Linked DNA regions of Mus musculus: regions 2, 3 and 4 are each linked to region 1. The links are chromatin contacts, called in public HiChIP or PLAC-seq and promoter capture Hi-C maps. All regions are on one chromosome and are shown on one strand. Each heading gives the region's core, a stretch centred on a gene start, on an enhancer-like site or on the middle of the called end of the contact. The rest is flanking DNA. Distances are from core to core; before and after follow the strand shown.

Region 1 (3,092 bases), core at 313-2,812:
TTACTTGGGTACAAGGGATCAAACTCAGGTCTTAATGCTGAGAACAGAACAAGCACTTCTCAGAGTCCTTTCTCCAGCCCCTGGCCTGAATTTACTGTAAACTGGTTATTAGATCTAGAGGTTCAATTGCTGTTTTGTTTATGCGGAAGTTAGTACAGTCCAGAATGGCCTCGAACTCCCAAATTGCCTGCCCTAGTCTCCTAAATGTATTATACACATATGGGTGTACTCAGTAGCTTACTGAGACCAGAGAATTGAGTACTCAGTAGCTTACTGAGACCAGAGAATTGAAACAAGGTTTCAAATGGCCCCAGAATGGCCTGGAACTCATTTTGTAGCAGTGGGGTGACCTTGATTTTTTTTTTTTTTTCTCCTTAGGTTTTTCTCTTTAACCCTAGTTGTCCTGGAATTCTGTAGATCAGGGTGGCCTTGAACTCAGAGATCTGCCTTTTTCTGCCTCCTGAGTGCCGGGATTAAAGGCTGGTTCCATCTAAGTCCAGCAACCTTGAATTCTTGATCATTCTATCCCTGCCTCCTGAATGTTGGAGTTATTGGCATGCACCGCACCCAGTTTTATGAGGTACCGGGGATCAAACACAAAGCCTCAGGGTAGACAAGCATTTTACCAACTAATCTATAACCTCAGGCATGCTGATAGCTTTTTTAAACTTTAACACCAAGACTGGCAGCTCCCCATTGCAATAATGCTTAAGCTGGATGAATGGGCAGTCGAGTGTTGTCACATGCCTTTAATTCCAGCACTTTGGCGACAGGCAGGAGGTTCAGTTCTTAAGTTAGCTTAGGCTCTCTAGAGAGATTGTCTCGGAAATATAAACGGGTGTAATTTGAGCGCATTGGAATAAAGTTGTCTAATTTTGCAAATTGAGTGTGTGTGTGAGGTGTATCTTTTACAGACACTTGAGATCTGCTTTGTCTGTAGACCCAGGATAAACAATGAACTTATAAAAGGGCTTGTTCAGGTTTTCTGGCAGTGGGTGATGTGCCTTGGGGTGGCAGAACTTCATTCTCAATGACCCAGTTGAACACCTATGAAGTGTGAAGGAACTGAGGACAGAGCAAAGAGGCAAGCAGAAGTGTGCTCCTCACCCAGCTGATTCAACTAGCAGGACTAATTGAAACTGATCCACTCTGGACCGAGAGTTGGCGTGAGTCAGCAAAACGCCAAAGGTGGGCGAGCAGCAGCATGCGCCTGCGGGGAAGGTATCCAAGCTGTAAAGCGACCCCCTCCCACGTTAGCCCGTGTCTAGGCATTTCTCCCCTCGCAACACCTCCCGTGCTCCCCACTACGATAAGCCTCGGGCGATCCTGCCACGCCCCTCGATACAACCTCCACTTTCCAGAAGGCAGCGAAAACCCGCACAGGTGGTAGACGTAGACGGGAAACTGGAACCGCGCAGGCGCGGAAGCTGCCACGCCTGCTGGACTCCGCGGCGCTTGCGTCCCGTTCTACTAGACCCGCCCCCTGGACTCACGCAGACTCTGCTTTCTTACGTCAACCCTGCGCATGCTCCTTGGGATGAGGGGTGCGATTTCGGGGTGGGGAGGAAGGGCAGGGAGGCGGTCCTAGGCCCAAGTCTCACCACGACTGCGCAGATTGGATCCCGAGTGAACATGGCGACTTGCGCTGATATCCTGCGAAGCGAGTTCCCTGAAATTGACGGGCAGGTCTTCGACTACGTGACCGGTGAGCGAAACTGAATTAACTGCCTGGGGAGGCCGAAGTGGAGGTTGTGGGGAAAGACTGAGGGCGGACAGTGCAGCAGACCGCTATCTGGTCTCTCTGCGTGACCTCTTATCTTGAGGGCCAGTGGGGTCTGGTGCCCCGAGTGAGCTGTACAGACACTGAAACTGCTCCTATATCCGCCCTACCCGTTGTCTGTCTTGTTCTGCGGTACCCGGCTCAGGTGTCTTGCACAGTGGCAGCGCGGATTTCGAGTCTGTGGATGACCTGGTGGAAGCTGTCGGGGAACTATTGCAAGAAGTGTCCGGGGACAGCAAGGATGACGCTGGCATTAGGGCTGTCTGTCAGCGCATGTACAACACTCTACGCCTGTAGGTGCCAAGGGAATGAAGTTGATGGGCAAAGAGAGGAGAATGGAGAACAAACGAGGGGGAAGGTCTGAAGGCTGTAAATCTTTTCTCCCAAGTGAGTGCTTTCTCTCTACCTACATAGGGCTGAACCGCAGAACCAGGGAAACAGCCAGGTGCTACTGGACGCCCCCATCCAGTTGTCGAAGATAATGGAAAACTATGGTGAGAGTGAGGGGAGATTGAACTAGCTGCCTTCTGCCTCCACCCCCAGCCACCACCTCGCTGCAGCTCAGGTCTCTCCATCTCAACAACAAGGCTTGTAGGAGCTAGCGGTATTTTTGTGACCATAAAAGCTTGTGATGGAGAACGGGGCCTGGAGGGCTCTCCAAGCTATTGTCTGTAGTAGGAGGCATACAGACCTTGAAGCTGGTTTTGCCAGTTTCGTACCTTAACCAACAGCGTGGTCTTAAAAGAGTACATTGGGCTCTTCTTAAGTGTGAGATCGTTTTGCCCTTTACTTCAAGGCTAATAACTGTCCATTTCAGTGTTATAATGCTATCTTTAAAACTATCCTTGGTTCTTGTTAGTCATTCAAAGTCTTCATTTCCCTTCTCTCATGGAGAAGGTGACTGCTTTTCTTATCACTTACAGACTGTGACACCAAACTTCCAGGACTGCTAAAGAGGGAACAGTCCTCGGTGAGAAGTGGGAAGGGGCTGTGGTGGGTGTGAGAGTTGACCGTCTACTGAATAGTGGGTGTATCTTTGGGCGAGATTTCTGGTGTGTCTTTCCCTGCGTGTTTGCTTATGTAGCGTCATGGGTAAGTTTAAGGGTTTGTTTGCAGTAATCTCTGGAGTTCCTTTTTGAACCTGTACCCTAGTATGAACTGGTTGTGTTTGGAATTCACTCAGACAGTAAATGCGAAGAAACTAGAGAAGGCTGAAGCTCGACTGAAGGCAAAGCAGGAGAAGCGTTCAGAGAAGGAAACACTGAAGACCAGCAACCCTCTGTGAGTTTGGGAAGAAGGGCTCTAAGCAGGA
Region 2 (3,092 bases), core at 210-2,709, 2.3 Mb after region 1:
CATTAAAGGTTAGGCTCACAAGCAAAAATTTAGGAATGCAATTTTGTTGTATACAGGAAAATGGATATAACTGGAGATAACTATCTTGTCTAGATGACTATCTTGTCTCAGAGAAACAAATACATGTTTTATCTCAATGTGTGGCTCCTAGATTTTATATAGGTACTTAAAATCACATATGTGTATATGGCAATGCCAAATCACCTAGAGAAACAAAAGGAATAACAGCACAGAGAGAAAAAGGTAAAAATATATACATTATACAGTTTGACTATACAAGAAAGTACCATATACAATGACTATACACAATGAAACATTTTTAAAAGGAAGGGAGTTGATTATTCTGGAACATGCTACGATATTTAATAGGTGAGGATATATATCATTAAATTAGACAGCTTTGTAAGTTACCATAGACTTGGCCTTTTACTTTGAGTGCAATGAAAAGCCACTAAAGGTTTTAAGCAGGAGAGGATGATTTGACATAGTTTTTAAAAAGCGGGAGTGCGCTGGGGATAGTTCAGTCCATAAAGCTTGCCACTTACTTGCCATACAAACAGGGGGTCTTGAATTCCGCCCATTGTAGCAACTGCAACAACAACGTCCTGGATTCCCAGCACTCAAGAGACAGAGACGGTTCTCGAGCTCCTGGGTCCACCAGCCTAGTCTAATCTGTGATCTCCAGGTTCCCTAGTGCGCTCCCGAGTGCACACAATCATAGGGTGGAGAGCAGAGGAACTTTAAAATAGTGTATCAAGATATGAAGTTTGGAGGCAGGGAGATCGGTTATGAGACCTTTGCAAGCAGGAGATAATTATGACTCAGAGGTGGAGCTATAGTGGACAAGCACACATTACGGTTCACTGATAAAAATCTGAATAGGTTATGCAGGAAGCTAAGCTGAGAAGCTGTCCTAAACAACTAGTTGTCTGAGGTAAACAAAACTGGAGAAAAGAGCAACCGATGAACAAGCTCTAGTGCCTTTTATTGATTGCATGCTTGCTGTGTGCAATTCTGCTAGGAAACTTGCAGGAAAAAAAAAAGTTTAATTAATTCCCAACACTGCCAGAGAACGCTTTGCCTTAGTTCTGTAGAAAACAGGTTCGAAAGTGGGGTGGAGATGGGGCTGCCTCACCGCTACGGAGTGCTGGAAGCCGAATCTTAACTTAAGTCGGTCTCTATGGCGGCGTCTCTACAAGGTACCAGGTCCCTCTTTTCCACGGTAGCGAGACTGTAATAAGTTAGTACTGGGAGAGCCTATCCCCAGGCAAGACGCCCCACGTACTTTGACACCTCCTGGGGTTGCACTTCGGTGAGCGCTCGCAAGTCACGTGTGCACATGGCGTAGCTTCCAGACTGGTAGTAAGACCTCTCTCAAGCAATTGGTCGGAATCGGGAAGGAGCCTCGCGATTGGTGGACATTCGGGTTTCCTACAGCAGCGCGCTCTTTCTCGGCTCCTAACTCTCTCCGGTTCTCAGCCGCTTCCGGGCGGCGCGAACCTCTGACGTTTTCTCTTCCCATTGGCCGGCGGACACGACGGCTGTTCTGCTGTCTGATTGGCTTCCCGCGCCGCCTCGGAGGTGAAGTGTACCGCGCTGATTGGCTGCGGAGTGGCGGCCGCGTGTGATGTCCCCGGCGGCGATTGGCCCACGCCTGGCTGCTCGCCGGCTCTGGGGCTCCCGGAAGGTGGCAGCTGAGGAAGGGGCGCGCTACCTGTCTCCGCGGCCGGGCAAGAGAGAGACCCCGGCGTGAGGCGGCCTCCCTGGGCCGGAAGGGCTGGTCAGCCGACGCAGCGGCACCGGAGGCTGAGAGGGTAGGACCAGGGGACGCCATGGCCCCGCAGAACCTGAGCACCTTCTGCCTGTTGCTGCTGTACCTCATCGGGACTGTGATCGCCGGGTGAGGAAGGGGGCTCCCGCGCGTGCAGCAAGAGGCCGAGGGGCGGCCCTTGCTGAGAAGGACGCGGGTGACATCGAGGAGTGAGGGAGGGGCACTGCCGGGTCGAGGGACAAGGGGGTAGTGTGGGCCAGGCTGGCGGTGCAGGGCCAGGTTTCCCCCAGGAAGAGCGGGGGTTGGTTGCAGAGCCAAATACCACGTTTGGGGATTGGAGGGAGTTAAGTGGCTGTGAGCAGAAGAAGGGAGGCGGACGTCTGAGGGATGAGGCTCTTGATGGAAATGAAGGAAGCGAGTGTCAAGCTGGGGTTGAGATTATAGATACGTCCTTGACGTCTGAGTTCCAGAGTGGGACTGTGGGTTACCCAGTTTGCAACAAGCCTCCAAAAGGCTGACACTAAAGTGGGTGGGCCATGATGCCATGTCAAATGAGGAGAGCAAGAAAGGAAGCCAAGCTCAGACTGAAGAAAGTTGGCTTGAGAGAGCAGCAAGACACTTTAGAGAGACCTTGTACTTCCCACCTTCTTGGGCTAACGAACCTGAACTGTCTTCTTGCCTCGCTGCCTCTCACCATGGTTCCTTCCTGAGCTGGATGGTCTGAGTGACAACAGTTCTCTAACAGGCGATAAAAACTGGGATTCTAGTCTCATGCCACTCTTAGGAATCCTACAAGCTTGAAGGAACTGTGTCAAGTTCCTGAAATCAGGGATAACTGTGCCAACTTTCAGGGAGAAAGAGCAGGCTTAAAGTTTCTCCCAGCATTTAAATGCATGCACGACCCTATAGATGTGGTGACTTAGGATATGGTATGTTGGACTTGTGTTCTAGAATGCCTTCACCCTCAATCCCTTCTTTGGGCTGATGAAAATAGGTGGGTCAGAACTCAAGGTCATTTTCAGCTATCGACTGAGTTCCAGATTTGCCTGGCCTATATCACATGCTATTTCAAATATATACATAACTGCAAAAATAAAAACACACCAAAAGCTCATAGATGTCAGATTTTGACAATTTATAGGTTGTTCATAATGGGAAACTCACTGCTTAGCATAGCTTTTAAAGTTATTTTCTTTATTTTGTTTTGTTTTGTTTGCTTTAATCTTATCATTTCTTCTTTGTGACATACTTTAAATTTCTCAAAGTTGACATTTCTTACATACACTTTATTGTTTTGTTCTTGTTTGATTAAGCCACGGAG
Region 3 (3,092 bases), core at 344-2,843, 2.2 Mb before region 1:
CAGCAAGTATGGGGAAGTGGTATGATCCAGAGCTATGGGGTCTTCAAGAGAGGTGCTCCAGGATGAGTACGGGCCAGGGTAGAGCTGGATTGACTAAATCCACTTCTAACTGAGGAAAGAGAGTCCCCACCACACAGCAACTTAACCAGAAAGACAGCTGTAGTTAGTAGAGAGCTGTAGTTACAGCTTTACCTAGAGAGAGCTACCTTCTTGGAAGACTCTGCTTTCTTAGAGTTGCTCACTCTGCCTTGCCAGAGCTGCAACAATATCTCAATACCAGGATGCCAAATGGTGTTCATTTCAAGTAGCAATACCAACGGATTAGTAGCAACTGCCTTGACTCTGAAAAGCTCCTGGTATCAATTTGTATTGTAGGCGACCCAGAAGTGAGCTCCTGCTCCAGGCATTTACTTTCTTTGTCTTCACCAAGCAACCCTTATTGGGTGAGCACACTGGACTCAGCATAGGTGGGTGAAATATGACCATCTGGGTAGACCCCCTACACACACAAACGCACACACACACACACACCCTGGCCTCCATTAGCACTATCTGTAAGGGGCCTTGGGAAACACCGACAGCCCAGAAGAGTTGCTCATTTCCAGTGCACTCAGGATAAGAGGCTTCTGAGCAAGCACAGGCCAGATTCATTTCCACAGTCTGCACTTCCATCTCCTGTTTATGTTACAGCATCCCCCGTGGGTCCCCTCCACTGCCTTATGTCACTGCAGAGATGTGTTTGGTGTGCTTTACCTAGTAGGGAAATATGTGTTTATCTTTTCAGGCAGTGGATAAAGCTCCTTGATATTTCTCCAAGACTCAAAGCAGGGCAGAGGAAATCGGGACACCAGGGTGTAGTGGGGAAGAGATAAACACATAATTCCCCTTTCCCGGGAAGAGGACGCTTTTCATTGCCCCGGGGAAAGAGCAGTCTCATGCAGCTGTAGGGAGTGCCCAAAGGCTCTGTAAATACAGGCTTCATAGAAGAAAAAAAGCTCTAGTTTTTCTAGAGTCTGCTTTTGCCCTCAAAATCACTGCAACCATCCCCACTTTGTACCAGCCTAGCTGACCTTGTTCGTCCTTGCTGCAGGGGTTATGGGGACAGTGAGAGAGCCCCCAAGGCTGGAAGTCCAACGACTGGGTTCACGCCCTGGTTGCCTAAAGCCTCAATTTTCTATCTGTAAAATGGGATTTATCTTTACACTTGCGGAGTGTAAGATAAATACCATTCTATGCCAATAGAAAGGAATCGACGCTCAATGTCCGGTTAACAGCAGGATACCTGGGAACTTGGGGTGGAGATGGAGACAACGCTGCTGGAATCCGGGAGTGACCGCCTGCCCTGCAAGTTCCAGCTCAGGGCCTACTATCCCCAGAACTCCTCTGAAGATGGCCGGGAGGGGGCAACTCCGAGCCTCCTGCAGCTGCTGCAGCCACAGCATTCCGGGCAGGTGTCAGGGCCTGCTCTGCTAGGGGGCCGACCTGGGCTAAGACTGACAATACCAGGAACCCAACAGCAAGCCGCAATCTCTGCACATCCATCCAATCGGTGCGGGTTGCGGGGCGCGTCTCTCTACCAATGGGAAAATTCGCAGTTGGATGGGGCGGGGCGGAGGCCTCGTCTCCGGCCAGGTCCGCTTTGCGCACGGGCAGCGGGAGGGGTAGGAGGGCTAGCCTGCTTGCTGGCTGCTCCAGTAGGGGAGGAGGAGTGTTCCCCCCCTCACCTCCTCACAAGCACAAGTTGTGGCCCCGGGAGCCACTTTCGGTGCTGGGCGCTGGAGAGGCCGCTCCCCGCGCACCGGGGGACCTGGGGACGCCTGTCTTGGGGGCGGAGGCCGCGCTGCGGAGCCGCCCACGCCGCGCGCCAGGTGAGCTCGGCCGGGTGGGCGGGGTCCGGCTGTGGGCCTGGGGCTGGACACTCGGGCCCCGGCCAGGATTAGGGGTAGGTCCTGGGGGAGCGAGCTGGTATAGTGTCTAGACTGAGATGCGGACTAAGATAGGGACAGGGTCCTGGGCTCGGACTTTAGGTCTGGGTGGGGCTCGGAAGCTGGTTCTTCTGCTCACCCGCGCTCTAGCACACGACGGGTCCCCAGAGACCCGGGTGGTTGGGGGCGGGTCCCTTTGTGCATGACCTCAGGGCTCTGTCCAACCTGGCTACGGCGCCGGCTTCAGCCTCCGGGCTGTTCAGCCTCCGGGATGAACTGGACCCAGCTCCCACAGCTTTGCCCTCCGCGAGCCACTGCAGAGCCTGCAAGCAGGGACCCGACGGCTATGGAAACTTTACCAGGACTCGGGCGGCGAGGCTGGGGAACTTCCCGGGGTGGTACGGCTGTTGGTGAGCGCAGGGTCTTGGCGATGCCAAGGGAATGTCCCTACGCAGCGACGATGCTCCTAAGGCCTCACAAAAGAGAGAGGAGGCGCTGCTGGGAATCCCTTGTCTGGTGTCCCTGCTTGAATCTCCTCCCTAGATACCCCTACATTCCTCAGTGGGACACCAGCCCTGGAGAATATGCAAGTCTGGAGTTGCTCTGCTTCAGGAGGCCTGGATACCATGGCTTTCCCCTTTTAATTTTTAAATAATTAAATGCTACTTATATTCAATATTTAACTATTTGTTTCAGTGTCAGGTATCAGTGTCTAAGGTACTAGGGGACTGTCTCTGAGGATTCAGACATTTAGAAATGATGGAAAAGAAAGAAAATGCTTCTGTTTGTGTTAACTCTTAGGCTAGACTCTTAATGTGGGCTAACAATCCGAAATGCAAAACACATGCTTACTTTTATAAAGCTAAGGGATGGAGCCATACCCAAATTGTCTTTGGGAATATCTTTTCCCTAAGTAGGACCAGCTATGCATTGAGTGCCTGTAATTCCACACTGGGATCCCCAGTCCTTCTACCTCTCTTTTGGTCCAGGACCCGGGTAGTCTATCCAGAGCAAGTGTTGCCTGCTTTGGGGAGTGTCTCAGGATCTTGAGGATATACCAGGATGTTGAAGTTGGTCCCTGTGTTCTGAGGTTAAGTTTGCTTCAGAAACAGGTGGTCTAGAGAGATATTAGCTATCTGAAAAGGCCTGAACCTACAAGTTTGTGTC
Region 4 (3,092 bases), core at 317-2,816, 2.1 Mb before region 1:
CAGAGAAACCCTGTCCCGAAAAACCAAAAAAAAAAAAAAAAAAAAAAAAAAAAAGACTGATTTGTGGCTAACACCAACTTTTCTATTGTCTTCTTAAGAATGACCCTCACATGGAACAGAAAATGGACTTCTGTTCAATAGGAAGGACGTCTCCCTTCCTGGAAAAGGATCCTCTACTGGGTGCACACACTGGAGGCTTAGCCACATTTAGCCAAGCTCCTTTTAAAAATATAAACTTTAGCTTCATCTCTGACAGCTCACGGGTGCATCCCTAGAGCAACTTTAGACCCCAAAGTGTCTGCAGCTCTGTAGCTTCTGTGGGATCATGGGAATTAGCCCAGCAGCAAAGCCACGAAGAGCCTGTATAAAGCACCCTTCCCTTCTCTTCCCTTCCCTTCATGGATTCTGTGCTCCTTTGTTCCCCAGAAGACACCCACTTGTCACCTCTGCTCAAATGGAGATGACTCAGCCGGTCCCCTACAGCTCCTAGGTAAAATCTGTCCCAATTATTAGGGCGATGCTGTTTCTCTGTGACAAGATGTCCTCTAGGGCCCTACCCCACCACAAGCTCCCACAAGTCGTGGCAGCTCCCACTGTTCTCCCAAGGCTTGGAGGGCCAGCAAGGACCCCAAAAGTCCCTGGCTGGAAGACTTTCTCTTTTTAGCACACACCCAAAGCCTGCCGTAGTGCTCCTGCCCTAGTGCTCCTGAGCTCCAAGGGGTCCCTTTGGGAGTGGGGGGGTGGGGGTGGGTAGCACTTCTTTTGCAAGGAGTGACCCGGGGGCACCCTAAGGCCTCTCTCAAGAACCCCTGTTCAACAGCTTCCAACTCTACTGACCATCCCTGAGCCCTGTAACTTTGACCCTAAGGTTTGCATCCCAATCCAACAACTAAGTAAGTCGGACCCTCTTATAATGGGCCAGGCCCTGGATGTGCTACATTCTATCCAGGTTAAGCCCAACTCCACAGCCCCACCGAAGGACATATCTTCCACCACAGCACTGATACTCAAGTTCGGTCACCTGCCTCCCTTCAGCGACCCCCCAGCCAAGATCAGACCCCCTTCACATGTGTCCCCATTCCCCAGCGCCGGCTTGCGCTCTCCTAGGTCAGAACCAGTTCCCACGTACGGGCCCTTCACCCTAGTCCCAGTTCGGTGCATGCAGATTCTGATCCCGAGTCCGAGCTCCGGGCGGGCACCACTCACCTCGTCAAGGCCGCGCACAGGTCTGACCCCGAGGCGCGGACGCTCAGGCAGTGCGAAGGGCAGCCCTGACCGCCTGAGGTCCCCGGACCATGGCGGCGATGGTGGCGGCGATGGTGGCGGCGCTGCGTGGACCCAGCAGGCGCTTCCGGCCGCGGACACGGGCTCTGACACGCGGGACAAGGGGCGCGGCGAGTGCAGCGGGAGGTAGGGTGGGGTCGTGGGCGGTGCACGCGGAGAGGGTGCCTGTGCGAGTGTCCACAGGGGGTCGCGGTGGCGGGGCTGTCCTGGAACGTGTCCGCGTGGGCGTGCCCACACAGGCCAGGGTTCTGATTAGGAGGGGACCTGCTTCTAGCAGGGCTGCTTTTTCCCCAGGTGTCTAAAACGTTGGCGGTGCCTTGCCTGAGGCCCTCCTGTGGTGGCAGCAAGCCCAGTCTTCTGGGATTTGTGTCCCCAATATTAATCGTAGCCCTGATGTCAGGGCTGTGATGGGATGATGTCAAGGGCTCTGATGGTCACAGGTACCCCATTGGCACACAACTTCCTAGGTGCAGCAACTCTTTTTATTGTTCTAGTTTTTTCTTTTTGTTTTTGTCCGTAATCCCACCCCCATGTAGCCAAGCTGGCCACAGACTGCTTAGGTAGTTGCCACCGACCGTGGCCTTCTGGGGTTACAGTCATGAACTACCTTGGTTTGTTGTTTTGGGCTTGATTTTGATTTTTTGAGTGATGGTCAGTTGGCAGTGCAGCTAGAGTTAGCCTTGAGGTGTTGGCCCTTCCTTCCTCAGCTTCCAAATGCACCTTCATGACCTGCCTAGTGTTTGGGGAGTGAGAAGACACTAGAAAGTTTGTGGAACCAAGCCCCAGTGCTTGTCAGGGCTCTTGAGAAGGGGAAGAAACAACTTGTTTGCACCAGGAAGCGTTATTGCTGAAATCAGGATAGTAATTAATTTCAAAGGGGGAAACTGGGTACCTCTCAACATGGGTCCACTACCCCCAATAGGCCAAGTTCCCCCAGAGTTTCCCAGTGGTATGATCAGTTTCATGAGTGGTCTCCATTATGTCTTTTCATGGTGACCACCCTTAATACTGCCCCCTGAATGTGAGTGACAGAACTCAATTCTGTCCACAGGGAGCGAGCATAGAGGGAGAGGAGCAAGGGCAGGCCAGGGTTCTTCACAGAGGCAGTGCTATGAAAGGTACAATGGCTGGCCCTTGGTCTACAGGGCCAAGGCAGGTAGACCGACTGCAAGTGGAAGTTGGCAGAGGCCTTGTGGCTCAGTGGCAGAAGCTAACCTGGGAGAGTACCAGGAAGCAGTCACTACATGTGAGGTGGGAACCTAGGGGACAGACCTCAGGGATTGACGGGTGCTCTTTCAGTAGCTTTGCTAACTCCCAGGTCTCTGGCTCTTCAGGGTCTCCTAGTGCTGTATATTAGGTGGAGGTAGTTTTAGTGATTTATGTGGAGGTTAAAAAAAAAAAAACAATCGGGGGGTTCGGAATAAAAAAAAAAAAAACCCAAGTCAGTCAAAGTACCTGTGCCATTGGTACCGTCACTCTGTGTCATTGGTACCGTCACCCTACATAATAACAGTAAAATGTCTGTAAAGGAGGGACAAGAGCGACTCCGCACTCACTGCTCTTCCAGAGGCTCCAAGTTCAGTTCCCAGCACCCACATGATGACTCCATTCCGAGGGGGACCCCGTGCCCTCATCTGCCCTCTGGCACTGCCCTCTGGCACAGCCCTCTGGCACTGCCCTCTGGCACTGTGTGCCCACAGTGCAGACATAAGTGCAAATGAACACTCAGGCACATAAAATAAATAAAAGCCAAAGAGTATGTTGAAATCTGTAGACAGGAGCTTCACTGAGCTCACAAGTCTAGGGCC

Evidence for each region. Promoter capture Hi-C pulls out the DNA fragments that hold promoters and counts their contacts. HiChIP or PLAC-seq counts read pairs in DNA pulled down with a chosen protein or histone mark. Capture Hi-C pulls out chosen DNA fragments and counts their contacts.
Region 2: a contact with region 1 is called in a promoter capture Hi-C map of liver, with 2.1 times the contacts expected there. The contact joins the promoter of Tbccd1 here to the promoter of Abcf3 in region 1. A contact is called at or near these places in 2 of 39 promoter capture datasets (liver and pre-B cells), 1 of 484 Hi-C or Micro-C datasets (regulatory T cells), 1 of 115 datasets of contacts at active chromatin or transcription factors (astrocytes) and 1 of 9 other capture datasets (liver).
Region 3: a contact with region 1 is called in a promoter capture Hi-C map of hippocampal neurons, with 6 times the contacts expected there. The contact joins the promoter of Arvcf here to the promoter of Abcf3 in region 1. A contact is called at or near these places in 2 of 39 promoter capture datasets (hippocampal neurons and pre-B cells) and 1 of 9 other capture datasets (adipose tissue).
Region 4: a contact with region 1 is called in an H3K27ac HiChIP or PLAC-seq map of large pre-B cells, with 7 times the contacts expected there. The contact joins the promoter of Comt here to the promoter of Abcf3 in region 1. A contact is called at or near these places in 1 of 39 promoter capture datasets (hippocampal neurons) and 1 of 115 datasets of contacts at active chromatin or transcription factors (large pre-B cells).

What each region holds. Positions count from the first base shown.
Region 1 is chr16:20,547,041-20,550,132 of GRCm38.p6, forward strand. It overlaps Abcf3 (ATP-binding cassette, sub-family F (GCN20), member 3), which reads left to right and starts at 1,563. Exons shown (of 21, transcript NM_013852.2): 1 at 1,563-1,705; 2 at 1,926-2,073; 3 at 2,195-2,274; 4 at 2,704-2,750; 5 at 2,964-3,061. The coding sequence starts at 1,633. It also overlaps the pseudogene Gm15760.
Region 2 is chr16:22,856,210-22,859,301 of GRCm38.p6, forward strand. Tbccd1 (TBCC domain containing 1) reads right to left here and starts at 1,460. Exons shown (of 8, transcript NM_001081368.2): 1 at 1,136-1,460. It overlaps Dnajb11 (DnaJ heat shock protein family (Hsp40) member B11), which reads left to right and starts at 1,636. Exons shown (of 10, transcript NM_001190804.1): 1 at 1,636-1,900. The coding sequence starts at 1,833.
Region 3 is chr16:18,346,589-18,349,680 of GRCm38.p6, forward strand. Arvcf (armadillo repeat gene deleted in velocardiofacial syndrome) reads left to right here and starts at 1,594. Exons shown (of 18, transcript NM_001272029.1): 1 at 1,594-1,868. It also overlaps a transcript of Tango2 not described here.
Region 4 is chr16:18,425,150-18,428,241 of GRCm38.p6, forward strand. It overlaps Comt (catechol-O-methyltransferase), which reads right to left and starts at 1,567. Exons shown (of 6, transcript NM_001111062.1): 1 at 1,207-1,567. Txnrd2 (thioredoxin reductase 2) reads left to right here and starts at 1,268. Exons shown (of 18, transcript NM_013711.3): 1 at 1,268-1,410. The coding sequence starts at 1,296.